Regions from separate parts of the Mus musculus genome. Here all the other regions are linked to region 1. The links are chromatin contacts, called in public promoter capture Hi-C maps. All regions are on one chromosome and are shown on one strand. The core of a region is the stretch at or near the end of the contact, and the rest is flanking DNA. Distances in the headings are between cores, read along the strand shown.

Region 1 (4,379 bases), core at 1,328-3,827:
TCAGAGGAACTTCCCAAGATGAAATCTGACAATAAACAAATTTCCAGAAAAAAAAAAATGGGATCAACAGTTATGCACACTCAGGTGCTCCATCTTTGCTGTCTCGATAGCATCGTTGCCACATACCATTTATGGGGACACAGTGAAGGAAAGGCCTTCAGGGAGTCAGAAGAGTTAGATTGGTGATATTGGAGTGATAAAACTAGGCTTAAGGGATCAACTGGAGGATGTTCACAGGAAGAAAAGTCCAGGGCTATCACCTGTGCAGGGTAATTAACTTGGGCATGTTTCAGGAGAACTGGCCTTTGAGCTTCATTCCAGGCCCTAGAGTAACTTTAGGAAACTCCATCCCCTTACTGATGATGGCCACCATTCTCAAATTTACCCAAATTGCAGGTCAGACAGAAAGATAAACACCTGGGAATTGTGCCTAGACCTCACAATGCTTTCAAAATTTCACTGTCTCGATGCTTTCTTGGAAACTCTACTCATATTTTCTAAATATCAAAGGTCACTGACAGGGTTGGTCATTATAGCTCAGTGGTCGGGGAAAAAAACCAAAACAATAATGACAACAAAAAACTCAAAAACCAACAACAACAAAAAAAACCCCACTAGGATTCAAAGCCCCAGCACAACAATAGCAACAACAACCTTCCATAACTTAGATCACAAACACTTGAGGCCTAGTACATCTCAACGCATGGTGTATCCAGGGGAAAAATCTGTTAATACATATAACCAAAACACAACAGAGGAGCTGCTCTAGGCTGCAGCTGGGCAAGCAGGATAGACCTCAAGGGACACTGTTCTACTGGGAACAGGAAAGGGACACAGGGAATCTTAGCTTAGGTACAACACACACACACACACACACACACACACACACACACACACAGAGAGATTCTATAGTTAAGAATACTAATGACCCTAGGAAGCAATGGAACATGGCAGAGGACAGGGAAATGGGAAATTTTTACTGGAATGAGAAGTTCCACAAGGGTCCAAGATGGGGGAATTCCTTAGAGCCCTGTTCCAACGATCAAAACCTGTGTTTTGGTAACCCCCCCCCCCAATCTCTATCACCCCAGGAAGCAGAGGGGACAAGAAGAGAGGAATCACCAGGTTGGGGAATAAGAGGAAATAAGCACAGACCATGTGACAAGATGGGAAGTGGGATAGGAAACAGAGGGTGAGCTGAGGGACAAGTAACAGCGTGAACCTAAGAGAAAAGGAAGATGGTAAAGATGGTGGTTGCTTGCCTAGGGCAAGGGAATGGACCAGAAGGTTTCAGCCAACATGGGGCAGAGGGAGTGAGAGAGACCTGTCAGGGGATCTGAGACACGGGGCCCAGGAGCAGCAGTGGTGTATTAAGGTAGTTATTAGAAGAGAGGGAGGGAAAGAGAAGAGATATGAGATAGGGACCAATACAGGGGAAGAACAGAAGGGGGACTCATATAAGAAACGGACACCATATGGGGGGAAAGATATAAGTGATGGACAGCAGAGGCAGGGAGGGGGACTGGAAAGAAGAGGTGGGGTGGGGGAAGGGGTCAAAGCGATTAAGAAAGCAAATGAGACTCAGGGATTGCATCTCACTTCTCCAGAGTCCTAATGAGGGCCAGTTACCCTCAGGATTTTTATCTGGCCCTTGTCCCCACCCCTCAATCTTACTTGCATCCCCCCCCCCAAACCAAAAAAAAAAAAACCACTTGATCCTCCCCCTTCTCTGGTGTCCCCTCCCCCAATCCTTTTTCTCTCTCCTCTCTTCCCTCCATCTGGACCCCCCACACCCCCCCACTGCCACCTTCTTTCTCCATCTGGCCCCTTCCCTCCCTCCATCCTCCTCTCTTTTCCTAAGTCCTACCACCCTGAGCCCCTCACCAAATTCCCTTCCCACCTTCTTGGTCTCTCATGCCGCCTGTGTTTTCATTTCCCCCCTACCCTCTCCCAAGACCATGCCTCTACTTCCTTGGTAATTTCTTCCTCACTCTGCTCCCAAATCCAAACCATTTCTGCAGCCTTTCCCCAAACTCAGTCCTCCCTTCTCATCCCTTTCTGACGCGCTTTCCCCTCCATCATCTTCCCCTCAGCCCCCTTGAAAAGGCCCGTGTCCCAGCCCCTCTATCCTACCCCTATGCCTCTAATCCCTCCTTTCCCACTGTTCCCACCTCTGCCTTCCCGACCCTCCCCTCTCCCTCCATTTCAGCCGCTCCTTCCCCTCGGTGGCCCCGGCCCTCCCCCGCCCGCTGCCCCTCCCCCTCTTGCCCCCCCATTTGGCCCTCCCCTCCCCTTACCACCACCGTACCTCTGAAGGGGGCATAGGACATCGCGGGGATGCTCCCCCGATGGATGGAGGCTCGAGACCTGCTCATCAGGCCTGAGGGGGAGGGGGCGGGGGGACGGGGGGAGAAAAAGAAGAGAGAAAGAGGGGGAGAGAAAGGGGGAGAAGGAGGAGGTGGAGGAGGAGGAGGAGGAGGAGAGAGGAGGAGAGAGGAGCGGAGAGGAGCAGAGAGGAGGAGAGAGGAGGAGGAGGAGGAGAATAAGAGCCAACGGCAGCAGCGGCAGCAGAGAGAGGGGGGGCGGGGGAAGCGAGCTAGAGAAGAGAGAGCAGGAGGAGGAGGGAGAGACTGCAGCCCCCACCCCTACCCAGGGAGACCCGGAAAAGGAGAGAACGAGGGACCCCTGACTCATACACACCAGGGAAGTCCCGTAGAAGCTGACCCAAGACCCTCAGACAGACCCCAGACCCAGAGAAAGATACTCACCACCTCACCCCCCCCCCACCTCCATACTCAACAAATTGGGTCTCACAGATCCAAATCTAGAAGGAAAGAGACCTCTGAGCTCAGACCCCACCCCCTAAATTAAAGAAAGGAGTCAGGGACCAGAATATGAGACTCTAGTGTCAGCAAGGTTCTCCAGACCCATGTTAATCTTATTCGAACCCTGGACTTGTAGTTTGGGAGACCCAAAACAGAGACCTAGACCCAAAGAAAAAGATGAAGCCAATATTAGAAAGTGCCCCAGGCCAGAATTAAATTTTAGAATCTAGCTAGAGGTAAGAAACCCCACATTCGTATCTCAAAGAAACTGCAAACTTGGGGATGAAGGAGGAGACATTCGGCTGACCCAAAGATGAAGATGACCACATAGAGATCTAAAATACATTACATCTGAAAGATGTGAGTTAGTGACCGATTGCGAGGTTCAATTTCCTGAAACAACTCCCCAGGTAACCCAGACCCTAGGAAGGGCCCAAATATTGGACCCCCACCCCCACAGGACCCAAATATTGGACCCCCAACCCCTCACCTACACACACAAGGATCTCTGAGAACCCCCCCCCCAACTCAAGAAAATGCAGAAGCCTAACAGGAGCCACCCATGCCAAGGACCCCAGACCTTGGAGGGAGGGCTAATATTTGGGCGGCAGGGCCCTTTTTCCTGCTGTCTCCACCCTCTTCTCTGTCCTCTCACTGGTCCCCTCTCCATTTTTGGGTCACTGGATGTGTTTAGGCTCCAGGGAGGTTATGTAGGGCAGGTCCTGGTTCCTTGGGGGAATGGATGAAGGTAAGGAGACCCAAGACCGAGAGGTGGGCCAGTCCTGGGGAGAAGAGTCAGCAAGGGGGAAAGAACAGGGTCACACTCTGAACTCTAACTTGCAACTCTCATTTCTCCTCTCCACTCATTTGTCAGCCTCTGTCCGAAGCTTTGGGCTCTGGGTATCTTCCATCACCCACTAGCCCATTTACAGGTGTCACCCAGTGCTTTGAAAAGGTGTCTTTCCTCTCCCAGCCACGGCAGTGCCAGGTCTGAGCCTGCCTGATCACTGCCCCCTACCCAGGGACAGCTGGCTTCTCAGCTCGGTGCTAACGCAAGGGCGGTGGCGGGGGGTGGGGGGAACTGTCCCCACCCAAGGCTGCCTGTCAGCGCGGGGAGGGAGGGGGGCTGTTACTAGGCACACTCCGGAGCTCAGGACAACTCCCCGGCCCCAGCCTGACGCAGCGACAGCGCGGGTCGCCAGGTCTCACGTCACGTGGACCGCGAGGCCGGCCAGCAATTGGCCTCCGCTCGCTGCTCCTGAGGCGGCGCCGCCTGAAAGGACAGGCCTCATCACGTGACGGCGGGTCGCCGCAGCGGCGTTCCCCTGCCAGCAACCGGTTGAGGATTCACGGAAATGGGCGGGCCGCTGGGGCGCACGACCTCAGATAAAGCTGCCGATTGGTCGGAGGGCTCGACGCCACGCCCACTTAAGAGGGCGGGGCTACCGGGCCACTTGAGGGCCGGGATTGGCCAGGTCTGGAGACTCCGGGAAGGCAGGGCTGCTCCTGTCACGTGGTGCACACTGTTTTCGCGTCACGTGGCTACTGCAGGTA
Region 2 (4,379 bases), core at 1,147-3,646, 1.9 Mb after region 1:
GGAGGACCTACACTCAGCTGGACCTGTCCTGAGTGAGCAAGTCGGGGACCAGCTAGGCTGAGCTACGTTTGTGATGCTCCTCTCGACTATGGGTGTGTGTGTGTGTGTGTGTGTGTGCTTGAGAATCCATGGCGGTGGCACAGTGCTGGGGGTGGGGGCTGGATGAGCATGCAGCTCCAGTAACAATGTAAGGTCTGACTCAGGGCAACAGACAGCAGAAAGGTCAACCCTCTGGGTGAGAGATTTCCTACCAGCCACACCGGAGCTTCATATCTCAAGAGAGGACCCTCCTAACTCCATCTCTCCCTGCTTCCCCTCCTACACAGGAGCTTCATATCTCACGAGAGGACCCTCCTAAGTCCATCTCTCCCTGCTTCCCCTCCTACACAGATAGGCAGATGGTTTAGGGGACAGACACCTGCAAATAAAAGTTCCTAGAAGCACAGGTGGGGATCAGGGCCCTGGTTTCCTCCCCACCCAGCTCAGGAAAGTCAAAGCCAGAACTGGTGCAAGGGCCTTCCCTCCCTGAGATGCCCACACGTGTCCTGCAGCCTTCAGGGCCAGCTGTACAATGCTGAGACAGGAGGATGTCATCAGTTTGAGAGTTAGAGAATCTTAACACAGCTTCTCGGTTCTCACCGGGAATTAGCCATTTACTAACCACCCAAAAAATAAAGGAGGAAAATAGATGTTCTCTTAACGGAGACTTTGGGAGACCTTCCTTTCAAATATTTCATCTCTGAAGTGTTGTGTAGGAGATGTTGCACCCTAATTCTGCCTCTGGGGGGAGGCACAGGCAGAAACAATGACAGCTGTACCACTTAAGTGCCTTCGGAGTCATAGCACAAGCTGAGGGTAGATGGCACCCCACACGGCTTGTCAAGTCCCTCCTACTTAGAACATACCCCACAGGGAGGCTGGCCCAGAGACCTGGAATGAAGCGTAAATTTCCTTCAGGCCCTGAGCAATAAGAATAAAAAATATAAATAAGCCACAATGACACTTGCTACAAACTTGAGGGTGAAAAATCATATTATTCCTCAGAGGACTTACATTCTCAGAACTGCTGACAGTCAAAAGGCTGGACAGAGACAGAGTCCTTGCCTTTTGGAATGTAAACTTAAGGAGTGCCAGGAGCCTGACTATATATGGGAACGTGTGATTGAAGGCAGCCACACTAGGAAGTAGGGGGTGGCCCAGCATGTCAGTTCATGAAGACAGGAAAGGTCGGTTCCGGCCTGTCCCGGCCAGTGCACTAGTCAGCACCAGGCTGTCCCAATCCTGCCCGGTGCGGTGCGGTGCAGTACGTGTGTTTGAGATGGTTCAGCCCACAGCTCCTGCGTTCTTGTGTTCATTTATGCAGCTCTGGAACCCTGGTGGGAGGCTCTGGAGGCGGGACACAGTCTCAGACCTGGTGGCTTTTATTTACCAGAGCTGAAGCGCTATGAGGAAGGAGAGCAAATGTACAGTCGCTCTGTCCAGCCTCAGGGGAGCGAGCACTTTGCTAGTAAGCAAACTTGGCTGCTCAGAAGTCACATCAGCTATCCAGCCTGCTTGGTGGCACAACCCCTTACAGAATCCCACCTTTTCTTGCCAGCCCAAGAACAACCCCTTGCAGAGGTTCCTCAAGGTTCCCCTTCCTTGTAAGGTCTGAGTACACTTGCTCCCTTGAGGTGAATGGATCTCTGTCAGCAGATGGTGGCCTGCCTCAGGTGCCTCTACACCTTACTCTGTCCTGCCATTAGTTCCACATGTTGTGGTGACCCCCAACCATAAAATTAGTTTGTTGCTATTTCACAACTGTAATTTTGCTATTGTTATGAATTCTAATGCAAATATCTGTGTTTTCTGATGGTCTCAGGTGACCCGTGTAAAAGGGTCATTTGACCCCCAAAGAGGTCATGACCTACAGACTGAGAACCACTGCTTTAGACATTGGGGATTCACAGCACCTATCATGCCTTAGGCAATGGATGGATGGATGGATGGATGGATGGATGGACACCTAGTCCCTGAGGATTCTGCCTGCCCGTGCTGTCTGCAGCATCCCCTGGTCCGGGACCTAGCACAGCTGGCTAGGTTTGACGGCAACAGGTAAGAAGATGAGTGTCCTGGCTGGCATCCCTGACTATTCCTATGGGACAGGAAGATGGGGAGGGGCAGCCAGTGGTGGGCTGGAGCAGGCCTCTGAAGTCTCCCCAGGCCTTTCCCATCAGGAAGCACATCCTGTTAGTGTCTGGCTCTGTGGCAGGGCTGCTATTTGTTGCAGTTGGCTACGCCCTCCTGCTCACCAAAAACAGCCTCAAAAACAACCATTTCCTCTCTGCTGAGAGACAGGGAAACGGGAGCTCACACACATACGCGCATACACATGCTTCCTTGTGGCAGGCGTTCTGCTTTTCAGGACCTGCCATTTGTGGCAGAGATACCAAGACGGGATACATAGCAGAGAGGTGGCCAAACCCACACTGCGTCCACAACCCTGTTCCTCCATCAGACTGGCTCCCACAGCCCGTTCTGAGGCGCGTAACCTGGCTGATTCCCACGCTGTGCCTGCCTCCCGAGTTGCTGTCCATTTTCCACTGCTGTAGGCAAGAGGCACTGTGGACACAGCCTCCCTGGCCTCTGTTCCAAAGAAGACGACCCACTTACAACTCTGGATTCTCGCTGGTGCAGCCAGTGCCCCAGATTTCTCCCTGGAATGGGTCTTGGGGAGACCAGCTTCAGCACAGGCTTGTCCCTGCTCCAGGCTCAAGAGGCAGGCTAAGACAGGGCTGTGAGTAGCTCTCTTGGACCCGTCCCATGGGCGACATCCTCCTGTGCCGGGCTGGAGCTGCCGCATAGCTTCCCAAGGATGAGTGCTGATGTCCTCTAGCCACCCCTAGCAGCATCTTGGCTTTCTCTGGATGCACAGCGGCTGACTGGGACTTGGAACTCTCCGAGATAGACAGTCCTGGAAGTCAGAGATGACTCTCCAGAAGCTTGTGGCCACCGCTGTGCTGGTGGCCCTGGTCTCCCTCATCCTCAACAACGCAGCAGCCTTCACCCCCAATTGGGTGTACCAGACGCTGGAGGACGGACGCAAGCGGAGTGTGGGGCTGTGGAAGTCTTGCTGGCTGGTGGACAGGGGTAAGGGAGTCACAAGCCCTGGGACTCGAACTGGGCAGGTGGACACCCATGACTGTGAGGTTCTAGGATGGGGCTCGGAATCAGCAGGTTTCCAGGAGTCCCGAGGCACCGTCAAACGTAAGTCTTGTTATTTTTCTGTCACCTTCCAGTGGTTAGGTGAGGGGAGGTTGTGTCCGTCCATGCTGAGGGTGGCAGCAGGGAACCTGCACCTCCTGCCCACCCTGACAAGCAACGCTACAGAGCTCCACTGTTCAGCTTAGACTCTGTCTGTGGCTTCCTTCACAAGAAGTCACTCCCGTGGCTGGAGGCTCCTTCTCTGCCATTACATGTGGCTGAAGGATGAAAGATGGGTATCCTAATCAAAGCAAGTCATTTTTCCTTGGTTAGAAAGAAATATTACTTAATAAGGAAAACAAGAAGTGTGAGAACATGTGGCTGAGTTCTGTCTTAACGGCTGAGGTGGTCAGGGCCTTTCGGACAGTGCAGGAGACTCTGGCTGGGATGTCCGGGAGACCAGAGGAGGCACAGAGCAGCAAAGGGCAGAGTGTTACCTCCCTGACGCCCATGGTGGCCTTTTCCTTTCCCAGCTCTCTTGTTCTGGGGTCTATGCACTACCCTGGGAGTTGGAAACGTCTCTTTAAATAGCATGCACTGTTTGAGAGTACGAGAATAAAGGGCCTCATAAATATGAGGATGCAATCTAAAATCGACACATCTGCTGACATGTGAGTTCTTTCCTGGTAATGACCCCCTAAAGCAGACAAGAGGGTCTGTCTAACAAGTACCCAGTCTCCTACAAACTGCCTTGGAGGCTACAGGTCAGATGGCGGCTGTCGGGAGATGACGCTGGTCTTTAGAAAGCATGCGACGTAGGTGAACATCTGTTCAGTGTAAGGGGACTTCCTGGAAATCCTGAGCAATGTGCCCAGTGCAACCACCTCAGCCCTGGTCATGACTGACACAGGGCTTGCCGACAAGGCAGGGGAACACCACCCGCCTCTTGCGAGCAGAGGCACCCAAGCTTACCACGGGACAGCTCGGCCTCTTTCCTTGGGTCTTGACAGGCAGGGAGCCCTTTATTGAGAAGATCAAAGATGAATGCACTCTGAGGAGCTAGATGCCTTGTGGGAGGCCAAGGGTCTCAATGTGGGTCTCTGTCATGTGTCCATGGAGAGCTCTCCCTGTGCATCCTATGACCATTCTGCCTAAGCAGGAGAGCTAGTAACCTCAAGGCTTCCCTAAGCTTCTCA
Region 3 (4,379 bases), core at 797-3,296, 1.9 Mb before region 1:
GCTCCTGTGTAACCTGGACAAAGCTTTGAATTTCTCTGCCTCCACAGTGCATCAATAAAACAGTGTGGGGTGGGGTGTACTAGCACACTTTCCAGCCCAGTACTCTGGAGGCAGAGGCGCTATTCTTAAGTACTGCCTTCTCTGTGGAATTTGAGGCCAAGCAGATCTATATAGTATTTCAGACTAGCAACGCACATAGCGAGACCCTCTAAAAATGTAAAATGTTCATAGGAGAGATGGCTCAGCACAGTTGAGAGCACTGGCTGTTCTTCCAGAGGACCCAGGTTCAATTCCTAGGCAAAACACCAATACACATATTGTTTAATAATAATAATTATATATATATATGCATGCTGGAAAAATAACAGCATTTAAGAGGATGCCTAGCACCCACACTGTGGATCACAACTCCAGTAACTCCAGTTCCAGGGTATTGGAAGCCCTCTTCTGAATTCTTGGGGAACCCGGCATATATCAGGCAACATGCCCAGGCACATAAAATTTAAAAAAAATAAAAATGTAATAAAAGCAAGGGCAGAAATATCTACTTCTTAAGGATGATCAATAAGTCACCATTGACAACCACAGTGTAAAGGCCTCTCAGTCCCAAGGTGTGACTTAAGTTAACCTGGCTGTGGAGCAACCTGAGGCAGGCATACACCACCATTTGGAGCTAAAGGACCTTTACCGCACTTCTGTTCAACCCGAAGCCCTGAGGGCACGAGATCCCGTACCAACCTCAAGGTCTCAAAAGTAGTCCCAGCCAACAGATTCCATTCCCCAATTCTCCAAAGGCAAGCAGCCTCTGGAGAGGAAACACACACTTCAGTATCGATTTTGAAGAATCTACAAGAACCCCATCCTGTAGTCTCAGAAGTCGTCTCCATCCCCATTCGGGGCTCCCGCGATGCGATCACAGGGGGCAAACCCATGGGACCCAGCTGGGCTACTGCCAGGGGAAACCAAGAGTTTCGCCTACAAGGAGCTAACAACTAGACCAGGGTTGGTATTTTTTTTTTGGCGGGAGTTTCCTCACGTACACAACTCTTCCCATACACACACTGCCGAGTACCCCCAACAGCCCCCTTCAGAGACGTTCTTAGCGACCCGGGATCCCCAACTCGACCACCTCACCCTGGCCCCCGAATGAGGAGTTTCAACAATTGGACGGAACCCGCCCTGCACGCCACACAAGGGACTCATGAGACCAGGTAAGACTCCAGACAAGGTCTCTGTCCCTTTAAAGGGACTCCTCTTCCAGTGGAATCTTCACGACACCCCCCGAAGGAGAAAAAAGAGAAATATCTCCCCCTAAAAAAAACAACCCAGAGGGTAGGCGCACCACAGATAGACGCAGAGTCCGACCCTCACAGAGAAAGCGAGCGCCAGCGAACGGCGGAGGGGTGGGGAGGGGGGGGGAGGACGCGGAGATGCAAGCACTTATTGGCCGCCCAACCTGCCCGTCAAGGGGGAACCCGTGCGCCGAGGGCGGCCCCTGAAGGCGGGACTCTGGTCTAGCCAGGCCAATAGGGGAGCACGGGGAGGGCGGGGCTTAGCCGTTTGGCTGCCAGGACCGGGGAGAAACAAGATGGCGGGTGCGGGAGGGGGTCCTCGCTTTGCAGCTCCCTTCCGCGCGCTTTTCCCGGCCTCGTCGCCGCCCTCGCTCCGGGGGAGAGGTCGCGCGTCACCCCCACGCCCCATCGGGACACCCCTGTGCGCCCCGGCCGCCCCCTCGCGCGCAGCGCTCGCTCCCCGCCGGCCCCCGCCGCCCCCGCTCGCTCCGGCCCCGCCGCCGCCGCCCCCATTTTACCTCAGCCGCCGGCCGGGCCCCTAGCTTCGGGGGCCCCCTGAGCGCGAGCGCGGCCGGCCGGGTGAGCGGCCGGGCGAGCGGGCCGGGCGAGCGAGCAGCTCCGTGCGCGGCCCGGCTGAGGGAGCGCGGCCTCCTCCCGCTCCGGCCCTCCGCTCCGTCTCCCCGGGCCCGGCCGCCTCTCCCGGGGGAGGAGGGGGAATGGAGCCACCGCCGCCACCACCGCTGCCGCCCGCCACGGAGCCCGGCCGAGGGGAGGGAGGGATCAGCCCCCAGGCAGGATCCGCCCCTCGGCCTCCCCCCGCCACCTCCACCCCTTCCCTCACTCCCTCCCCGGATCGAGCCGCCGCACGCGAAGCGGGAGCGCGAAAGCGCGGGGAGACCGGAGCGGATGCCCCCGCCCGAGCCCAGCCCGGCGCGGCGGCAGCGGCGGCGGGGAGACGGGCGGGGAGATGAGCGCGAAGCGGCAGCGCCACCTCCACGGGGCACCGTCCCCGGCACGGCCTCACGGTGGCGGTGCGGACGCGGCGGGGCCGCTTCACCCTGGGCCTGTCCCAGAGCTGATCTAGTCGGGGTTCCCACTCTGAATCCACGGAGCGGTGGCTCACCCCATCCCAGCCAGAGCGTGGGGCCACCCGCCGCCCCCGAGGTGGGAACGCCCATGCTCCCACCCACCCACAAAGCTCGCCCCAGGACGACCCCGGAGGGCCACACTGTGTGTGGCTTCCCAGAGTGCAGGTGGCTGCGAAGCCTCCAGAAAGTCGTCCCTCCCCAGGCCCCCGGGACAAAGGTCTAGCGATGTCCACCCATCCCCTCCCCCAGTGCGGACAGCCCGGGAAAGACCCGTGCCTGTGGTGTGTGTACAGGTGAGCCTCTCCTGGCACACAAGGCTGCCACGGACCAGACTTTTCCATCTGTGTGGAGTTTTTTTTTTTTTAAGTAAACATAAAAGTTTGACAGTCTGCTTAAGCGTGCCTCGTAATTCCGTTTGTCACTCTAGGCATGGGAAATACTTTTCCCCTTGAATTTGATTTGGCCAGGAGTCGGTTAATTTAATGCACTGAACGGCTTTCTCAAAGGCAGCCTGCCTGTCAAACAGCAACTCCCAGACTTTGAAGTGTACTCAAGCTGCCTTTTGTTCTAATAAAAGAAAAAATAAATAGAAGAAAAGGTCCCTTTGCCCCTCCACGAGCGCATGTACCTATAAATTTGAAAGCTTACCTCGTGACAGAGATCTTAAGCACCAATACTTAATGATGCTTATAAAGGATATATGGATAAACTGCTATCGAAGATGAAGATGAATGATATATTTTGAAAGCGTTTCCTCTACACGAACGGCTGGTGAGACTTTCAATTGCTCGATTGGCTCTGGTATCCAGGACCTGGGTACTACAGTTGAAAGAGTAGAGAATAAACATTTCTCACGGCCCAAACCTTGTGTTTTTATTTACATTGAAGTATAGGTGTTCAGCATCCTAAGAGTTGAGAATTTACCAGTTGAGTGAAGCATGGAAGTTGGGTTTCCTTACAGGAGTGTGTTCTTGATAGATGGTAATAACATACTGCAAAAATAACCAATTTTTAAGAAGGAAAGGGCGTGGCTTGTGGAGCCAAGCAATCGCCTCCGCCAGCACCCCCACCCCACAGTGTTTTGAAAGCTTTGAAGCAGAAATGCTGTGAATTAGTCAACTGTTGTTAAAGCTTGGGGGAATAATCACAGGAGGGAAGGTGTGGAAAGATTAATTGTGGAAGGGAAGGCCCTAGAGGAAGAAAATATTGCAATTACTTTTAGCTTTAAAAAAATTGAGGAACAAATAGGAATTTCACGTCTTGTTCTTTTACAATGAAATATAAACATTTACATAGGACTTGTGTCTCCTTATCTTTTATTCTTCGCGGTTGCTTCTGGGCATGACCTGATTTGCATGATTGGGAAGGACCTCTACCCTCTAAATTAGGCAAATAAAAACCCTGAGAAGATGTCGCAGCTTGTCCTTGCAGTGATTTAAGATCCATTGAGAGCACATGTCAGCCTCCTCTTGTCACCAGCCATTCCTGGTCACTTTATGAGACTGGGCTCAACAAAATTTTCTCCCCCTCTTCACCCTCGCCCTTAAAACATTAGCGCCGCCCTTGTTTTCCTTTTGACACGGGAAATTCGTTTTCTGTAGCATAACCTCACAGATAGCCAGTTCACTGGGATGTAATCTCAGATGTAATATGTGACAATTATGTCATTAAAAACAAATTTGGATCAGACATCCCAGAGGCACTGCATTTAATTCGCCTTAATCTTCAGCTATTTTAAAGAGTTTGAAGTCATCAGTCCCTGGCCTGTCCATTAAGCAGTGCGAAATTAAGTACAACAAAACAAGGACTCTGCCTTTGACTCTAAATATTTGTTTGATTATTTTTCTTCTTTTTCATTAAAACTATCACGAGCTCTACCCATGCGTTTAATCCTAGCACACAGGAGGCAGATCTCTGTAAGTTCCAGACCATCTTAGTGTACATAGCAAGTTCCAGGCCAGCCAGCACCACACGGAGAGAGGCTGTCCCAATAAAACAA
Region 4 (4,379 bases), core at 1,150-3,649, 1.7 Mb after region 1:
CCAGACTCAAATAGTATGCAAAAGCAAAGAGTGTTTATTCAGCTGAAATTCCTGCATGCAGGGTCTCCCCGTTTGAGAATGGAGACCTCTGGTGGGCCCACAGGCCCAGCCTTTATCGTCAGTTAGGGGAATTCCAGGGAGGGGTATGTGCCCTTTCACCTGGATTAGTTAGCTTTGTCTCCAGGGTTTTGGCTGGTTCTACAATTGGTCAGGCTCTGGAGACCTCCAAGGGGGTGACTTTACTCATTCTAGCTACCTATTCTTACTTCAGCCCAGATGACAAGGTGTCCTCGGATTGGCTGCCCATGGCTGTGGTGACAGACCATGGAACCTGGGGTCCCAGTTCTCATTTCTGGGAAACAGAAACTTAGACCTAGTCTCCCAAACTGACAGTATGCAGCCTGTCATAGAGTCTGTCTGGCTCTGGCTAACTCACTCCTCTCAACCTGAAACTAACTCTGGCAATCCGTTGTAATCTAGCTACTTCTCATTCTCTGGTTTATTCTGTCTTTACCTGTGTCTAGTTTTCTCTCTCTTCAATCTGTCTCTGTAAAACTCTCCCAGTAAAACACCCTCTCCTGTCTCTCCTGCTCTGCTCTCTCTTACATTGCCTCCCTTTCCTCTCTCTTCTGGTGAGAGTCGGGCAGATCCCATTCTGTCAAATCTTTCTCTGATTCATCACTTTGTCTGCCACTCACTTAGACATCACTTTCAAACATAGGAGCTCCCTTCTACAAACTTAACCTTCATAGTTTGAAATTAAAGGTGTATACTAAGGGTGTGTCTGTATTCCAGCCAGAAGGATTAAAGGTGTGTGCTAAGGGCTGAGCCACACCATGACACAATCTTGGGGGTTCACAGGGTGATCAAATATCCTGCAGCATTTCCCCCTTTTTATATAAACTAAAAAATTGTACAATTTAACTTTTTACAAGAGAAACAAGTGTCAACCCCACCAACAGTCCAAATGCCCTCATGAAGATCTGCTGATTCGATGATCCTTCAGAGCTGCAGTCCTGATCATCTGCCTTCAGCAACAGTCCATTTCAGCATAAGCAGTCTGTCCTTCAGCTTGTTTGTTGAGCTGTCTCTGGGGGTCTTCAGTTTCTGATAGAATCCTGAAGAAATGGATTCTAATAGCAGGGAAGTAACGCCTCAGCTGCGGGGTAGATGAATATGCCAACAAGAGTGAGTGCAAGCAGGCAAAAAGCAAAAGCTTCCTTCTTCCATGTCTTTTTATGTGGGCTGCCATCAGATGTGGCTCATATTTAGGGTGGCTCTTCCCACCTCGAATGCTCCAGGTTTAGGATGGTCTTTATAGTGGTTTGCATGAGAATGTCTTCCATAAACACATATATTTGAATGTCTTATCCCCATGGTTTTAGAAGGGTTAGGTGGTGTGGCCTTGTTGGCGCCAAGACCAAGGCCAGGCCAAGATTCTCTCTCTCTCTCTCTCTCTCTCTCTCTGCCTGTTGCCTGTGCATGAGGTTATAAGCTTCCAGATACTGTACGGAAGCCCCTAATTGGTTCCTTTTATAAGTTGCCTTGGTCATGGTGGGTTTTTGGGTTTTTTTTGTTTTTTTGTTTTTTGCTTATTATGTACGAGTGCTCTGTGTGCATGCATGCCTGCATACTAGAAGGGGACATCAGATCCCAGGGTAAATGGTTGTGAGCCACCATGTATTTGCTGGAAATTGAACTTAGAGCCTCTGGAAGAGCAGCCAGTGACCTTAACTACTGAGACATCTCTCCAGCCCCAGGTTCTCACAGTAACAGAACAATATCTTAGTCGTCCCAAATCCAGTCAAGATAAATCTCTCTCAGGCGAGCCCAGCTGCTTGGCTTTTAGGTAATTCTAAATCACGTTGACAACCAACCAAGGCTGGCTATTACAGAGAGAAAGGAAGGGCTACCTTCCTTGCTCGGCCGAGGCTGACAGACCCTGGAGTCAGTGGTATAGCTTCAGTGTGAGGAGGAAGCAAAAGACATCCAGATCTGGGCTAGAAAAGGTGTTGCTGTTGAGTTGTAGTTCTTCAGATGCTCTGGATGGTAACCTTGATCACCAGAGTGTCTCTGACCCACCAGCTCCTGAATGACACGGACTTTTATTATTTATGAAAGCTTAGGCACTATGACTTAGACTATTTCCCAACTAGCTCATATAACCTAATCAACCCGTTTATTTTAGTCCGTGTGTGCCTCGAGGCCTGCTACCTCTCACTCAGCCCTGGTATGTACGATTTCCTCCATGCCTGGCTGGCTGGCGAATCTCCCGCCTCTCAATTCTTCCTCAGAGTTCCTATCTCGACCGGAAGTCCCGCCTTTCCTCTCCTGCCCACCTACTGACACCAGATCTTTATTAAACCAATCAGAAGGCAAGGGGAGTGACTGTTTACAAACTGCTAAAGCGGGTGATGATCCAATACAGATAACAGTACCAAAGTCCAGCCTGTGCCCAGCTCTCTGCCAGTACAGCAACTGGCACTTAAATAATAGACACCCTTTACACGGTGCACAAAAAGGAAATCCCAACATCTCCCCCTTTTAGTCCAATAAAAGGATTTTCTCTAACAGCAATAAGCTATATACAATAAGAACAATTATGAGAGCGGGGCAGTGGTGGCGCACGCCTTTAATCCCAGCACTCGGGAGGCAGAGGCAGGCGGATTTCTGAGTTCAAGGCCAGCCTGGTCTATAGAGTGAGTTCCAGGACAACCAGGGCTATACAGAGAAATCTTGTCTCAAAGAATAAAAAAAAAAAAACAAAAAAACAAAACAAACGGAGCTAGAGAAAGTACCAAAGAAGCTAAAGGGATCTGCAACCCTATAGGTGGAACAACATTATGAACTAACCAGTACCCCGGAGCTCTTGACTCTAGCTGCATATGCATCAAAAGATGGCCTAGTCGGCCATCACTGGAAAGAGAGGCCCATTGGACACGCAAACTTTATATGCCCCAGTACAGGGGAACGCCAGGGCCATAAAAGGGGAGTGGGTGGGTAGGGGAGAGGGGGTGGGTGGCTATGGGGGACTTTTGGTATAGCATTGCAAATGTAAATGAGCGAAATACCTAATAAAAAATGGAAAAAAAAATCCAGGAAATTCATATAAGAGAAAGATATGATACCTGTTCTTCTAAAAAAAAAAAAACAAAACAAAACAAAACAAACAAAAAAAAAACCAATTATGAGAACTATCAGGTAAGAATTACGTTCCCATTGTCTAGTCCATCTGTATTGGTAGCCTTGGAGAAAGTACGCCACTCCCTATCCAACCCTGGCAAGCCCCGAGTTCAGAACCTAAATTGCTTCTTTTTGTTGTTGTTGTTGTTGTTGTTGTTATTTTCAGAGACAGGGTTTCTCTGTGCGGTCCTGGCTGTCCTGGAACTCACTCTGTAGAACAGGCTGGCCTCGGACTCAGAAATCCACCTGCCTCTGCCTCCCAAGTGCTGGGATTACAGGCATGTGCCACCACTGCCCCACCTCCTAAATTGCTTTTTATCATTTCTTATATTACAAACCAAAAAAAAAAAAATCTTTTTACACCTGAAAATATTTTCTTAAATCCTAATCAACTTCAGGTTAATTGTGAGACTCTAAGTAACTAGTCTTCAGCCCCATCAGAGACCTGAGAAAGAAAACATTGCCCAAGTACAGGAAATGCAGAGCAAGCAGCTTCCAAAACTGTAGAAATGATGGAGACCGCTGGCTGCTTGGACAGGAACCCAAGCTTGCTCTGTGATGGTGGGGCTGGGGCACCCATCTTCAGCCTACAGGCCCAGAATATCTGACAGATTTTTCTGAGAAGCAGGATTATGAAGGACTGGCCTACCCTGACTCTGCAAAGTTGGTCAATTGACTTCCTAGTGTCCTGCTTGCCCATGCTTTAGACAGCATGCTGTCAGCAGTTGAGGAAAGGGCATTTTCTTTGCCACACTTGTAACAAACTCCATATTGGAGCATACTTCAATGCCCATACTCTATTGAAGGAGTATGGGGGTGCTGCCAAGACCTGAAGTATCTCATTGTCATGAAAACCCTTTTGTTTTAAAGGGTTTAAAACATCTTAAATGCCATATTCTGTAGATCTCTGAAGTGTTTGAAGACCATTTATCTATCTAAAGTATGCCCGAATAGGCAAATATTGCTTGTTTCTAGCTTAACTTTGAAATCTACAGGGGGCTAAATAAAGCTTATTTTTGTAATTAATTAAATTGGTACCTAGTAAGACCACAATTTTGATTGACAAGTAACTTGTACTTCTTAATTATCATAAACAGTATGTAATAGTAGCTTTCAAAGACTAGAAATTTACAATACATTTTTAAATGAGTCACATAGGTATAATACCTAAGAGCAAAACCATATATACACTATAT
Region 5 (4,379 bases), core at 887-3,386, 1.4 Mb before region 1:
TATGGGTGCTGGGGAGTATGTGCTCCTAACTGCTGAGCCATCTCTCCAGCCCCCTGCCTCGGCTCACAGACTGCCTGTGAAGACTTACTGAGGGAAGCGAATGTCCCTCTCAGAAGCCTGGGCCAAAGGTCTCACCAAGAGTACCACACAAAGGACTCTGGGTTAGAAGGACTGTCCCTCCTGTCTCCTGACCTTGGGACTGATCTCAAAGCCAGTTCCTGTAGAAGCTTGGTCTGCCATCAGACCAGAGCTGGGGTAGAGGGTTGGTTGGTTGGTTTGATTGATTGATTTAAGGTAGCCAGCTTCATCCTCAGAGAGTTTCAGGCCAGAACATTTGGGAGGGAGGTAGCAAAAGGATTAGGGGAGTTCAAGGCTAGCTTTGGCTACAAGAAGTCTAGTCTCAGAAGAGATAGAAAAGGGAGAAAGGGGAGGGGGGTGGCTGATTGATTGCTGCTGATAGCCCTGATCAGAACGGGAGAGGCCTGAGTCCAGCGCTAATGGCTAAGGGAGGGAACGCCTGGGGTTGGAGAAGGGTCTGAACTGCGGTCAAAGGTTAGCCTTATGGGCAGGCCAGAGGAATGAGGCCAAAAGACAACTGAAAACTCGGTGAGGGAGGGTTCTGGTTTGGGCAAGTTTGACAGGGTCCCTCCCTGTACTGCTAGATTACAGGTTTACTGTAGCCCCAGGTGGTGGATGATAAGGCAGGGCCCCTGCCCTGCGGACTCCGTGTGACAGACCCCGCAGGGCCCCTGCCCTGCGGACTCCGTGTGACAGACCCTGTAGCGGCTGGGTTGGGCTGATTGGATGACCCAGAACGGGGAAGGTGGCCTGAAGCTGCATGGGGGCTATGACTCCACATCAAGGAGCAAGACCTCGTTTTGTTGAGGGGTTGCCTGTCGAGATGGGGTCCAAGGTCACCCCACGGTCTGTCTTCACAGCTGACTATATAGTGCTGCAGTTCGGCCGCGTGGCTGAGGACGCCTTCACCCTAGACTACCGGTACCCGCTGTGTGCTCTGCAGGCCTTCGCCATCGCCCTCTCCAGCTTCGACGGGAAGCTGGCCTGCGAGTGACCCCCCACAGCTCCTCAGCGCTGGGAAAGCATTCGGTTGGGGGTGGCAAGGTCCCTCCCCCACAGCTCCCATGGAAGGGCTCACCCCTCTCCGTGACCTCCGGGCATTTCCCCCCTCCACTCCCCCAGCCTGGCACCGGCTGAGGCAGAGGGGATGGAGATGAACATCTGGTCGCCCAAAAGTACTTGCCTCGCCCCCTCCTCCCCAGTCACTTCCTGTCAGAGAGCCGGAGTCAGATGTTCGAGGCCCCTCCGACCCCGCGCTGGGGGGTTTGTAGGGGGTGGGGAGGGGACGATGGTGAAGCAGAGCCAGGGACCCACATCCCCAATAAAGTCACGTCCGAGGCTGAACGCATCGGTAGTTTCTGGATTCATGTGTGTAAACTCAGGTGCCTGCGTTGGCCCCGCGCTCCCGCGTCCCCTTCTGTTCTATGGAACCTCGTCAAGCGCACAGGGTCCGGGCCCCCGACTCTCCGCCAGTAGGGAGGAGAGGGAGGGCCCTAGAGGTAGAGGAAGAGGGAGAAAGGGAGAAATTCGAGAAACAAGCCACTCGGGGAGAACCAGACAAACCGGGTCCGGGCAGGGCGGAGCCAAGTCTGAGGCCCCGGAGTGGGGGGCGGGCTCTGGGCGGGAGGGGAGCTGCAGAGGCCTGGGCTGCCCGGGACCCGAGTAGAAGGGTGGGGAGCCCGAGACCCCGTGCGCGCTCGGGTCATTTGGATGCGGAGGACGCGGCTCCCCAGGACCCTAAACACCTCCAAGGAGTTCAGCCTAGGGGGCAGAGCTCTCCTCTTGGCTCCGCCCCAGACCTGATCCCTCTAGATTCAGCGGAGTACCCACAAGGGGGTTGTGTAGGGGAGGTGGGAACTCTGAGACGACGAGCGAGGAATGGGGTGCGCGGGAGTGTGAATCCACAGCTACGGGCGTTCTTGGGACTGGGTGGTTAGAGAGACAGCAGGCCCCGGCCCGCCTTAGATCACTCCCCCCAAATAGCACCGCCCACCCGTGGGCCCGCCCGCCGTTGGCCCCGCCTACCGGTCCCGCCCCTCCCGCCCGCAGCCCCCACCCCCCGCCCGGCTCCCTCAACACAAACTTTCCGTCCCGCTCGCTCCCTCCTCCGCGCCCAGCACCTCCCGCTCCGGCCGGGCTCATTCCGTACATTCCGGCCATCCCCCTGCCCACGACCCCCCTTCCCGGCCCCCCTCACTACTCCCTCGGGCCCGGCGGAGCGGCCCGGCGGAGCGCCCCCCGGAGCTCGGAGCAGGTAAGCCCGGGGAATGCAACTCGGAGGCCTCGCGCGCAGAGGTGACTGCTCTGCTCGGGTGGCTTCTGGATGGCGGGGACCCGGGACACTCTAGGGGTTCTGAGCTATTGTCCAGCCCGCGCCGGAGCCCAGGACCTGGGTGCCGGGAACTTTGGAGGGAAGGGGGGAGACGCTCTCCGGGAAGCCCCGCCCACCCACCCCACCCCCCCGCGACCCGGAGGCTGGGAAGCCCGGAGTGTCCCGGGTGCCCGGGCCTGGCCCCGCCGTGTGCCGGGGTGTGCGCCCAGAGCCGCGGGCTTGGAAGGCCTGCGCCGGGACTCGTATCCGGGGCGCCCTTTGGACTCCCGAGAGCCCGCGAGCCCCGGGCTCCACGCAGGCCTTAGCCAGGGCGCGCCGGTGTGCGCGCTGCTCGCGGCTGCGCTGGGACCCGGCCCGGGTGTCTGGAAGCCACAGTGTGAGCCCGGAGCGTGTGCGCACCCAAAGGCGTGGGGGGACGCCTGTCCCCTACAGTTCTGCCGCCCGCCTCGGGGCGAGTCCCAGCTCCTTGCTCCAGGAGCCTCGCTCGGGACGCGGCTGGATTTGGGGCCTTCCCCGCACTTCTCCGGAGAACTTGTTAAGGCAATTGTGGGCGACAGGGCTTCCCTTCCCACTCGGGTCCTCTCCATTGTCTGTCACGTCTTTATTCCTGCCTGGGAAGGGAGGCTGGAGCGCTGATGTGGGTCTGTTTTCTAGCCCCAGCAGGCCTTCGGGGCAGTGTCACTTTAGCCCCTACTCTACCCGCCCCCCCCCCCCCCCCCAACAGGGGCCCTGATTGAGGGCTTAGTTTTTTAAAGAGCAAGAGGGAACGAACGAAGCCTAGGGCCGGGCTTCTCAGGGCCTGTGTCCCTCTCTCTGTATCTCGAGCTCTCTCCAGGTAGGGGCAGAACCAAGTCAGGCCTGGACTTGTAGCCTAGCCCGGAGGATGGCGGTGGGGGCTGGACACAGCTTTGAGGGACTGGTGTCCATGGTGGCTCCGTGTATTTGAACTCTCGTAGCCTGGATCTGTACACACAGGGTTTTGCCTCAGTGCTGGGGTCTGGGACACCCCTACACTCACAACCAGCTGCGGGCTGCTGCCAGGAGGGAAAGCAGCTATTAGTTGAAGGTGTAAGGACTATGCCTCTGCCCTTCCTAGTCCCCAGACCTCCTTCTCCTGACACTTGTTAAAGCAGTTGAGGGCATCCGGTCTTCCCTTCCCACTCTGGTCTTCCCCGTTGTCTGACAAGCCTTTTCTTCCTTCATGGGAAGGGTGAGGGTCTGTCTACTTATCCCTTGGGCCAAGAGTGGACAGGAGACTGAATTACCCCCCTCCTCAGGGAGGGGCTGGAAGCCAGGCCTTCCCCACCTCCAGGGAGGGAACTGTAATTAATGCTAATTAGCACTTTGGGGAACAGAATGGCCAGTGGTTGGCAGGAAATCTTTTGAGTGCACACACACACACACACACACAGGTGTGTGTCTATCCAGAGTCTCTCATCCACCATCACTGAATTTTTAGACCCTAACTAGTTCTGCTGTCGGGAGAAAAGAAATACGCATAAAAAGATAGCTCCACCAAGGGCAGGAGCTGGGTCTCTGGTTTGCTGCCCACTGTATTGGTAGCTCTTCAGGTGCTTGGTCCCTCATCCCACAGGCCCATCATGGAAGCTGAGCCTAGAGGGGTCTAGAGGGATGGGTGGGTCGCCCGGGACAGTGCAGGGAGGGCTGGGAGCAGAGTGTGGGGAAGGGCATGTAGTCAAAGCACGGTGGCCTGAGACAGAACTGAAGGGCCAGGGGAGGCTGTGTGTGGAGTTGGGGATGCTTGCCCTTGTAAGTGGGGTTCAGAGGTCACTGGATGGCTACTTAGAGCCTTTCAGGGCCCCCACAGTTCCATGTAGGAGCTTTTGCTGGAACAGCAGCCACCAGTCCTGTCCTGGGTGGATCTGGAGAAGCTGAGGTTCGGAGGGTGGACTCCTGTTTGAGGAGCAGTAAAGGGAAGGCCTGACTGTCACAGTGTTCTGGGGTTCCC
Region 6 (4,379 bases), core at 687-3,186, 1.3 Mb before region 1:
GTTCTCTCCTGAGGATGACTCCAGGGACCCAAGGCAAACAAAGAGGCTCAACTCTGCATACAACTGAGCTGTGCCTGGAAGCAGACAGCCCAAGTTCCTTTGCAAGGCCTCACTGGTGCAATCCCTCGACCTGCCCAGGCAGATACCAAGGCAATACCCCAGACCACACCTGGGCAAAGGGAAGAAACGTCAGCTGCCTCTCCCAGCCTCAGTAAATACAGATGCCCAGGAAACGGAAGGAAAAAGGGCACCGAGGAACCATGCCCAGTGACCAACACAAGAGGCACATTCCGTCAGTGAAAGACAGGAGGTAAACTCAGTCGCTGGACCAAGACCCCAAGATTAAGGGAACAGATGCCCAACAGCCCCAGGGCTAGCAGGCCCACAATCCATTGAAAAACTAAAACGGGAATGTATTCTGGGGCTGGTGAAGTGGCTCAGGACGTAAAGGTGGTTGTCATCATACCTTAATGACCCGAGTCTATTTCCAGGAACCACAATATCGAATGAGAGAGCCACCTCCCAACTCCAGTAAGCTGTGCTCTGACCTACACCCCACCCCACATCCACACCCCACAGAAATAAATAAATGTAACTTGTAAGCAAACATTCTAGAGCCAGTACAGGGAGGAAAAACCAAGTTTAAAACCAAGGGCAGGGCTGGTGAGATGGCTCAGTGGGTAAGAGGTACCCGACTGCTCTTCCAAAGGTCCGGAGTTCAAATCCCAGCAACCACATGGTGGCTCACAACCATCCGTAACGAGATCTGACACCCTCTTCTGGTGTGTCTGAAGACAGCTACAGTGTACTTACATATAATAAATAAATCTTTAAAAAAAAAAAAAAAAAAAACCAAGGGCATAGCTTCTGCTCTTAGCTGTATGGAAAAGGGCAGTGCGTGGAAGGCACCGTATCATGGTTTAAATACATTCCATAATATCCCAAATGAGTCCTGTTTCCTGAAAGGGTGAAAAGAGTTATATGAAGCCTCTGGCTACCCCTGGCACACACCCAACTCAGAGCCGTCTCCCCCAAGGGTTCCTGGAAGTCAACAGACTCATAAAGGGGAAGTATTATAAAGCTGAGATTACGAGGGCCTACCAACTGGCCATCCCTCCCAATACAACACCCAGTGAAACCTGTGACCCGAACAAATCTGGTCAAGCTGGCGCTCAACACCCCACTCCCAGCTCAACTGAAGGTGAAACGGAAGCCTATCGTGCACCTCTGGGTTCTCCTCAAGCAGAGGCATAAAAAAAAAAAAAAAAAAAACTAGAAGCGAGGCAGTCGGGTGACAGGAGGTGAAAAGGACAGGAGATGAGAGCTGAGCCTAAGTGGGGCCTCTGCCGGTAGCCAGGATAGAAGGGGCTCGGATAAACCGGACTGGCTCACAACATCCTAAAGAAGATGGGGAGGGATAGGGCAACCCGAAAACGGGTCAGAGAGGAGGAGAGCACTGACCGACAGGGCAAGGATGGAAGGCTATCGAGGGAGGCAGGAAGGATCTCCAAGGAGGGCCTGGGTAGCGGGACAGCAAGGGAGGCGCTCAGAAAGGGGGTCAGAAGGGAGGTGACATGGGGTTCTTTGGAATTGAGAGGAGATGAAGCCACGGGGCTTTAGAGGGATCAGGGTGGGTGGGAGGAGGGAGGGAGGCCGGCTCCGAGCAACCACAGGGGTCCCTGCGGTGGAGACCCCAGCGGTGGCTCCTCAGCGCGCAAGCCGAGCATAGACGAGCCGCAGAGGCGCGGAAAGCGGCTCTCGGAGCCCCTGACCCCACCATCCACCTCAGCCCGGGCCGCGCTGGCCTCTCCCGATCCGCACGGACCTGTCCCGGCCGCCTCTCGCGCCGCTGCCGCCGTCCCGCAGGCTCCGCAGAATCCCCCAGCTCCTGCCAAAACTTTTCCCATTAATCCCCAGGTCCGCCGCGGCCTGCGGCGTCACACGCTCCCAGCCCCGGCGCCGCCCCCAGCCCCGTGATGTCACCGCGCCGCTGGCTCCCTCCCCCACAACTAAGCACTCGCCCCCGCCCCCTTCCGCCATAGCAGTAGCCAATCGCCGCGCCGCCTGGAGCCACTCCTTTGACAGCCATCGCTCCGCCCACTGCACAGCTGCCCTGGCGCGTCTGCAGCGCCCTCTGCAGTCAGACGTGGGAGCAGCAGCTGAGGAAAGCGCTGGGGAGAAGTTAGGGCTGGTCAAAGCAAGCCTCACGAAACGATATTTAAAGCTTTAAAGCGCGGAAAGAAGGTGGAGGTCATCTAATACAACCTCCTCACTCTTCCTGAGAAGAAACTAGGCATAGACTTGTGTGGTTTGAAGCAAGAAGCAAAGCTAAGGGCGGTGGGGGAAGGAATAGAGGCAAACTGTAATTTTCAGAGGCGCTTGGGAGAGGCATATGGTGGGAGACTTGGGAATGAAAATACAGACGCATACGTTTTACAAAATATCTATTTTTATATGTCAGAGTGTTTTGTCTGCATGTCTGTCTCTGCACCATGTGCGTTCAGTGCCTGCAGAGTCTGGAAGAAGGCGTTGGATCCCCTGGAAGTGGAGTTACAATGGAGAACTTCCATGTAGATGCTGGGAAGCGAGCCTCTTCAAGAGTAGCAAGCGCGATCTTCACCACTGAAGCATCTCTTCAGCACCCCCAATTTTTTAACTGGTGGCTAGTTCAATGGCTCAACGGGTCATCGCTTTGTCTCCAAGCCTGAAGACTTGAGTTCAGTCCCTGGGACTGCCTCCTGAAGGTTATCTTCCAATCTCTACACACCGCATGTGCACTTTCATATACACCCACACAAGAAAAAAGAAAGATCTGGAAGGCATGATGGCACTCTAACTCCAGCACTCAGGAGGTAGAGGACCCGTTTGAGGTCATTTTTAGCAATGGAGAAAGTTTTGGGCCAGCCTGTGCTTATAGGCCTTGTGAAGCCAAATAGAAAACAAATTTTAAAAGAACTTTTCTCCCACTTGAGATTTCTGTCGCTGGATGTCAGGGACCAGACAAGACAAGAACTCTGTACCTGGGCTTGCCTGTCACCCCAACTCATCATATACCACAGAGAGTATGTAGCCAGAAGGCAATCTGTCACTGGCTGGTTTCATCATCCTAGAATGAACAAAACTTGGCTGGCAGGAAAGTCAGCAGGCACCTCCCTCCTCCACACCGCCATTAAAGGTCACCTCTGCCCGGTCTGGCACTCCTTACAGTGCATCCTTAGCTCGCTGGATTGGAGAACCCCACACCACTTTTTTTCTGCTTTGTTTTCGAGTGTGTGTGTCTGTGTGTGTGTGTGTGCGCGTGCGCACGTGCGCGTGTGCACTTGGAGGACAGAGAAGGGTACTGTGTGTCTTCCAAGGATAGGTTTCCACGGTTTTCCTTTGAGGCCTGGTCTCCTGATGCATGCACGAGCGGTTCTGGTTTGGTGGGATAGGCTGTCAGCCATCAAGCCTGGGCTATCCTGGTTCTGCAATTACAGGAATTCACAGGACCACACCCTGCTTTTCCCTGTGTGTCGGGATCTGAACGCTGGCTGCTCTGCGTGAACAGCAGAGGCGCTTAACTTTCCTGCTCTCTCCCTAGCTCCCTTCTATTGCTTTTGAAATGAATTTGTATTAAGTTTTTAGATATCACTTCCCTTGTCCTCCAAGACTGTAGTAAAAAATGGCCTGGGGAAGTCAGAGATTTCTGCCATTTTGTGTCTGGCAGAGCTCTGGTGGAGGGTCTCGAGCTGGTCTTGAACTCCTGACCTTCCTGCCTGCACTTCCCACATGCTGGAATCCTCTAGACCCAGTTTATGTGGCTCTGAGTATGGAACAAGGGCTTCATGCTAAGCAAGAACTCTACTCCTCTGCTAGATTCTTAATGTTGGTTTTGAGAATTTCACACTTGCCCATTTTGTATTTTGACCATAGTCATGCTCACTCCTTCCCCTAACTCCTCCCAGGTCCAAATCCAGACCCACCACCCCATCAGCTGCCATCATCAGCACTGCAGAAACACAGCAGACCAGGCAAGCCTGGGCAGCCTCCACTCCTAGTGTGGGGCGGGACCTGCTTCCCTTAGTTATCCCATAGCACATGGAGTTCGGACTTCACCTCCTACCCCTCAGCTCTGTGCCCTCACGCTAGCGCTAGCAGGAGTTTCGTGACACTTTAAATGTCACAAACTTCCTTGAAAGTGCATCGGGTGCACTTGCAAGGCTGTGACCTTTGCGATGAGATAGCAAGCAAACTCCAGGAAAGCAGGGAACCCTTCCCAGATAATAGCTCACGGCAAACCCCTGGCCCGTGGTAAGGAATCATTGGGTTTGATGCTGGACGGACTTGATCTCCAGTCTCAGCAATGTCCTCACTTTCTAACTGTGCCACACCCAGCCACA
Region 7 (4,379 bases), core at 858-3,357, 1.2 Mb before region 1:
TTAATCTGCCCTTTGTTACAGGAGCCTCAGATAGGGGTTTTAAAGAAGGGTGTGGTGTCCTTTCCACATAAGGTGCAAGGGGTCTTGGGGGGATAAGAGGTCAAGGGTCATGAAGAGGGTGAGAAAAGTTACTTAGTCATGGGACAAGGAGAAGAAGCCCTTGAGGGTGATTAGATGGGCGAAGGTTGAATTTAAGAATTCCTGGAAAGCAAGGAGCAAGGGCCTGAGGAGAATTTGGAAAACCAGGAAGTCAGGATATGAGAGACAACCGAGTGGGTGGGTTTTCTAGCATGGTCAGTTCAAATGTATCAATTCCAGATTCCTTTATTTAAAGCAACTCTCAGGAAAAGGCAGGGAGGGAGTGGTGACAGAAAGAGCTAATAGGTCTGGCCTGTGAGAGGTCTAGTTAATCTATATAAATAAAGTTTGCCATACAGTAGTTTCTGGGGCAGGGGGATCATTACTAAGGGGCTGTGAAAAAGGTCCAAGTGAGAGGTAAGGCACTCATCAGAGATGGGGACAGGGATTCCAAGATGGCAGCAGTAGTGACTGGCGTGGGCCATATGCTTGGTGTCTGTGGCATCTCCAGCACCCAGTAGTTAGACCTTCACTAAAAACAACTGTTCTACCATAAAGGTAAAGGTTTCCTGTGAGGCAGAAGGGTCCTGAATGTTCTGCACCTGTTACCTCAGGCTTTAAATGCTTTGCCAAAAGTTCCCCAGCTGAAGGGCCAAGCTCATGATGTCAACTCAGTGGGAAGCTCTGTGCTGCACGGCTTTACAAACTGATAGAGTCCAATTGAGGGGGCAGAGTGTAGACAATCACAGGAATGAAGAAATACTGTTCGGTAAAGCCAGTAGACCCAGGTTGGGAGTGGGGGTGGGAGGGTGAGGTTACAAGGACTACATTTCTGAGGCAGCGTAGAAAAAAGTTCGCTATTTTTGTCTTGACTAAGAATTGCAGAATTTTAATAGAAAGAAACATTGGGGAATCACCAAACTCAATCTCATCACAGTTCTGATCAGAAACTCAAGTCCACCGTAAGGAAAGGACCTCCACCAAGGTTTCCAAAGCTCAACATGATAGAATTTGAACTTGAACCACACACTCAATCTAGAATCCTTTCCTGCCTCAAATGATACTTCATTTCCATTTACTCTTGATCACCACAACGGTGGCATGGCAGTGGGCATAAGTTATGTATGTGCTGATTGACACTGGAGGCTGGGGGCGGGGGGGGGGGTTAAAGAGGGATGTCAGGAGGGTGAGATGATCATGGTGTTACGGGGCGAAGATCACGAGTTATGTGGATGAGTGGGTGGGAAACAGCCCGAGTCTGGTTTGCAGAAGCCAGGAGAGGACTAAGGGGTGCCCACAGAGGGTAGTCTAGGGGGTCACTAGGGACTACGGGCCTCTTGGAAGCCATGTAATGATTGTATCAGCACTGAGACTGGAGGGTCCAGAAGCAGGGCTGGGGTTAGCACTCAATGAATTGGGGGTCGCCTTGTGAGGTCTGGGGGTCAGGAGTGTGTGTATGGGGTCAAGGAGGAGGAGGAGGGCGGGGTTTGGGAGTCCTGGGGGAGGAGTCTCAGGGCGGGATGGAGGGGCAGGGACCCTGGGTGGGGGTGGGGCCAGGCCGCCGTCCAGGGAGGCCCAGCCGCCAGGCCAGGGACCGAGGAGGGTGGGCACGACGGGCTCCGGACCTTCCCGGGGCCCCGCGTTCGCCCAGCCTCCCGCCTCGGGGCACGGTGGACCCACTCTTCCCGCGGCCACCAACCTGACAGCCCCCGAGGGCGACTCCGCCGACAGACCACCATGCACCGGGCCCTGCCACCAGCGCCGGCCCCGCAACCCGCCTGCGCCATAGCCCGCCCGCGCGCGGCTTGCCTCGCGCGATATCCAGGTTCCAGGGCGGCCGCACTTCCCTCTCGCTCCCGGCGCGGCCTCCGCCGGGCCCCGGAACCCGGATGACCAGCGCGGGGCCACGCTCCAGCCCGCCCCCCTCCGCCGCGGCGGCCGGCCTGCTTATCCCGGTTCCCGGGCCCCGGAGCCCAGGCCGCCGAGTCTCCTCAGGCGAGCCTCGGAGCTCCGCCTCGCTCTTCTCTCCGCTGGCCGCCGGGTGACGCGGCCTCGCCAGCCCGGGCGCCCGGGGAGGGCGTGATGACGTCACGACGCCGGGTGGAAGCCGCGGTCGCCATAGCAACGGGGGAAAAAATCGAGCGGCGGTGGGCTGCTCGGGAGGAAGCCATTGCAGGTATCTCTAGGTGGTTCCTGCAGAGGACGGTGACCAGACGCCTGGAGGGGATGGGACTCCGAGGGACAGTCCTCCCAGCGCCCTGTGCAACGGCGCCCCAAGGGATGGCGTCCCGACAGTCATCTCTGCTGGATGGTCCTCCCCCTGGGACTTCACCCTAAGGGACGCTTCTCTCCCGCTCTGTCAGAAGGTGAACTGGGGCTCAGCACCCTGAGGGACTTAGGGACGGTCCTCCCTGTGGACAGTCTCCGTGAGAGATGGTCCTTCTGCATGGACTGCACCCCGAGGGACAATCCTTCCTGCACTTTGTGGGAAGATGCCCGAGGGGTGGGGGTGGGGGGACAGCATTATGAAGGATGGAGCCCTGACAGTCCTTCCTGCGGGACAATTCTCCCTGCAGTACTGGCTTTTCCCATATGCCCTGGGGAACGTGAGTGTTTATGAGGGATGGTGCACCCATCCTGTCCCCTGAGGAAGGGCCCTGACGTTCCCCTCTGCTCGACTCATCTTCCTGAGGGATGATTCTCTCTGAAGGAAGGTTCCCTGACAACACTTGCTTCCTTCTACTGCCTTCCCTGAGAAATGACACTCTGATGGTCGACCCCTGAGGGACAACGCCCCGAGAGTCTTCTCAGGTTCTTGGGCGTTCATTCATTCCTCCATCAGCTCCCCAAAACCAACAGGTCCCCTTGATAGGGTAGCAGTGTGAGGAACAAAACCAAGTGCCCCCTTTCTTCTCTGTTTTTCCATAGTTTTGTCCTTTTTTTGGACTCAAACTGTGGATCCCAAGGTGGCCTTGAACTTGTGATCCTCCTGCCTCATCTTTACACCTGACACCTAACTTTAAAAGTTCTTTTTATTATCTCTCTTCCAAGCAGGGAGGAATTGTGGTTCAGGATATTTTCAGAAATTGAGAGAAAATAAGCTTCCAATTAAAAATAAGAAGATGAAGGGGGAGGAGCCTTGGCACGGGCATGTTAACCCCGAGGTCCCAGTGTGGTACTGGAATTTCCACCTGGTGCCCTAGTATATACCCAGTTAGAGCCAGCTCTGCCATCCTAGCACGACACACATGGGATCTTTCCAGGGTTTTATAGCACGGATTATTGGTTAGAAATACAGCAAGAAAGCCAGACACGGTGGTGTACAACTGTAATCCCCTGCACTGGGGAGGTGAAACCAGGAGGGTCAAGAGTTCACCATCAGGGCTGGCAAGAGTTTGATCCTTGGAACCCATATGGTGGGAAAAGAGAACCTGTTTCCCCCAGTTGTCCTCTGAACTCCAAAGACACATGGTAGCATGCTTACACACACACACACACAGACAGTGCTTGCTTATATACACTCACAAATGCACACACATACTCAATGAAAAAGTTCAGGATCACTTTTAGTTTTCTGGTGAGTTGAAAATACTAGAATTCCGAGTGACCTGGATGTCTGCTCAGCGCCACCACCCTTTACCATATGGGCAGATAGCTCTTCCTTGCAGATGGTATTCGGTTCGTTTCCTCTCCATTACACAGAAACCATTTGTCTGAAGGAAGAGATAAAAGTTGTCATCCCACCACGTGGCCTTGGCTGGCCTGCATCTTAGTCTAGGTAGACCAGGCTGGCCTCAAACTCACACATCTGCCTGCCTCTCCCTCCCCAAGTGCTAGGATCAAAGGCGTGAGTCACTATACCCAGCCAAAGCAACGGTTCTAAAACATTCCAGGTCCGAAAGATTGGTGAGGAAGCTGTTGTGGAGTAGAATTTTATTCTCTTGGTACCAGGAATGAGATGCAAGGGCCCGGGCATGCTAGGCATGGCGCTCTGCTGCTGAGCTACGAGTAAAGATCAGAGGGGGGGATGTCGGATGACAGCTCTCCATTGCTGGGGTGCGGTGACCTTGGTGCTGGTTCTGCCTCCCTCGCAGGTCTGGAAACTCCTGCTTCTGCTTCTTTAATACTGGGATTAAAGACCTAAGCTGTCATGCTCAGCGAGGGGAAGTCTCCAACGTTGCTTTTAAACGTAGACAGAGACATGAATTTCCAGATATTAAAATCATTAGGAATAAGCTGAGCTGTGGGAGGGGGGAGCCAGGCCTGTCCGGCAGTGAGAAGAAGAGACCTTTGAGTGTTTA

What was found. Promoter capture Hi-C pulls out the DNA fragments that hold promoters and counts their contacts.
Region 2: a promoter capture Hi-C map of pre-B cells shows a contact between it and region 1, with 2.5 times the contacts expected there. The contact joins the promoter of Tmem204 here to the promoter of Syngap1 in region 1. A contact is called at or near these places in 2 of 39 promoter capture datasets (liver and pre-B cells).
Region 3: a contact with region 1 is called in a promoter capture Hi-C map of liver, with 2.8 times the contacts expected there. The contact joins the promoter of Brpf3 here to the promoter of Syngap1 in region 1. A contact is called at or near these places in 3 of 39 promoter capture datasets (liver and pre-B cells) and 1 of 115 datasets of contacts at active chromatin or transcription factors (embryonic forebrain).
Region 4: a promoter capture Hi-C map of liver shows a contact between it and region 1, with 3 times the contacts expected there. The contact joins the enhancer-like site here to the promoter of Syngap1 in region 1. A contact is called at or near these places in 7 of 39 promoter capture datasets (the C10 cell line, the SN4741 cell line, hippocampal neurons and 3 more).
Region 5: a contact with region 1 is called in a promoter capture Hi-C map of embryonic stem cells, with 4 times the contacts expected there. The contact joins the promoter of Tead3 here to the promoter of Syngap1 in region 1. A contact is called at or near these places in 1 of 39 promoter capture datasets (embryonic stem cells) and 2 of 115 datasets of contacts at active chromatin or transcription factors (astrocytes and pancreatic cancer cells).
Region 6: a promoter capture Hi-C map of fetal liver shows a contact between it and region 1, with 2.7 times the contacts expected there. The contact joins the promoter of Ppard here to the promoter of Syngap1 in region 1. A contact is called at or near these places in 4 of 39 promoter capture datasets (fetal liver, liver, maxillary cranial neural crest and 1 more) and 2 of 115 datasets of contacts at active chromatin or transcription factors (embryonic forebrain and pancreatic cancer cells).
Region 7: a promoter capture Hi-C map of liver shows a contact between it and region 1, with 2.5 times the contacts expected there. The contact joins the promoter of Zfp523 here to the promoter of Syngap1 in region 1. A contact is called at or near these places in 3 of 39 promoter capture datasets (the SN4741 cell line and liver), 1 of 484 Hi-C or Micro-C datasets (bone marrow-derived macrophages) and 1 of 115 datasets of contacts at active chromatin or transcription factors (pancreatic cancer cells).

What each region holds. Positions count from the first base shown.
Region 1 is chr17:26,939,448-26,943,826 of GRCm38.p6, reverse strand. It overlaps Syngap1 (synaptic Ras GTPase activating protein 1 homolog (rat)), which reads right to left and starts at 2,577. Exons shown (of 19, transcript NM_001281491.2): 1 at 2,309-2,577. The coding sequence starts at 2,375. Cuta (cutA divalent cation tolerance homolog) reads left to right here and starts at 4,289. Exons shown (of 7, transcript NM_026307.3): 1 at 4,289-4,376.
Region 2 is chr17:25,079,131-25,083,509 of GRCm38.p6, reverse strand. Tmem204 (transmembrane protein 204) reads left to right here and starts at 2,396. Exons shown (of 3, transcript NM_001001183.1): 1 at 2,396-3,246. The coding sequence starts at 2,967. All of the region lies in intron 18 of Ift140 (intraflagellar transport 140), which reads right to left.
Region 3 is chr17:28,798,793-28,803,171 of GRCm38.p6, reverse strand. Brpf3 (bromodomain and PHD finger containing, 3) reads right to left here and starts at 2,046. Exons shown (of 13, transcript NM_001081315.1): 1 at 1,811-2,046. It overlaps Gm35883 (a long non-coding RNA gene), which reads left to right. Exons shown (of 4, transcript XR_003952337.1): 4 at 1-281.
Region 4 is chr17:25,280,266-25,284,644 of GRCm38.p6, reverse strand. No RefSeq gene overlaps it. Among named protein-coding and RNA genes, the nearest start is that of Gm17801, 8.3 kb to the right of the region's middle. Within about 2 kb of position 2,399, at least 63 of the 459 cell types and tissues checked have an H3K27ac peak or open chromatin away from gene starts, as enhancers often do. A contact at or near this core is called in liver, where this site is marked.
Region 5 is chr17:28,348,562-28,352,940 of GRCm38.p6, reverse strand. Tead3 (TEA domain family member 3) reads left to right here and starts at 2,136. Exons shown (of 13, transcript NM_011566.4): 1 at 2,136-2,332. It overlaps Tulp1 (tubby like protein 1), which reads left to right. Exons shown (of 15, transcript NM_021478.2): 15 at 939-1,426. The coding sequence ends at 1,072.
Region 6 is chr17:28,230,311-28,234,689 of GRCm38.p6, reverse strand. It overlaps Ppard (peroxisome proliferator activator receptor delta), which reads right to left and starts at 1,936. Exons shown (of 8, transcript NM_011145.3): 1 at 1,826-1,936.
Region 7 is chr17:28,174,924-28,179,302 of GRCm38.p6, reverse strand. Zfp523 (zinc finger protein 523) reads right to left here and starts at 2,107. Exons shown (of 14, transcript NM_001357995.1): 1 at 1,778-2,107.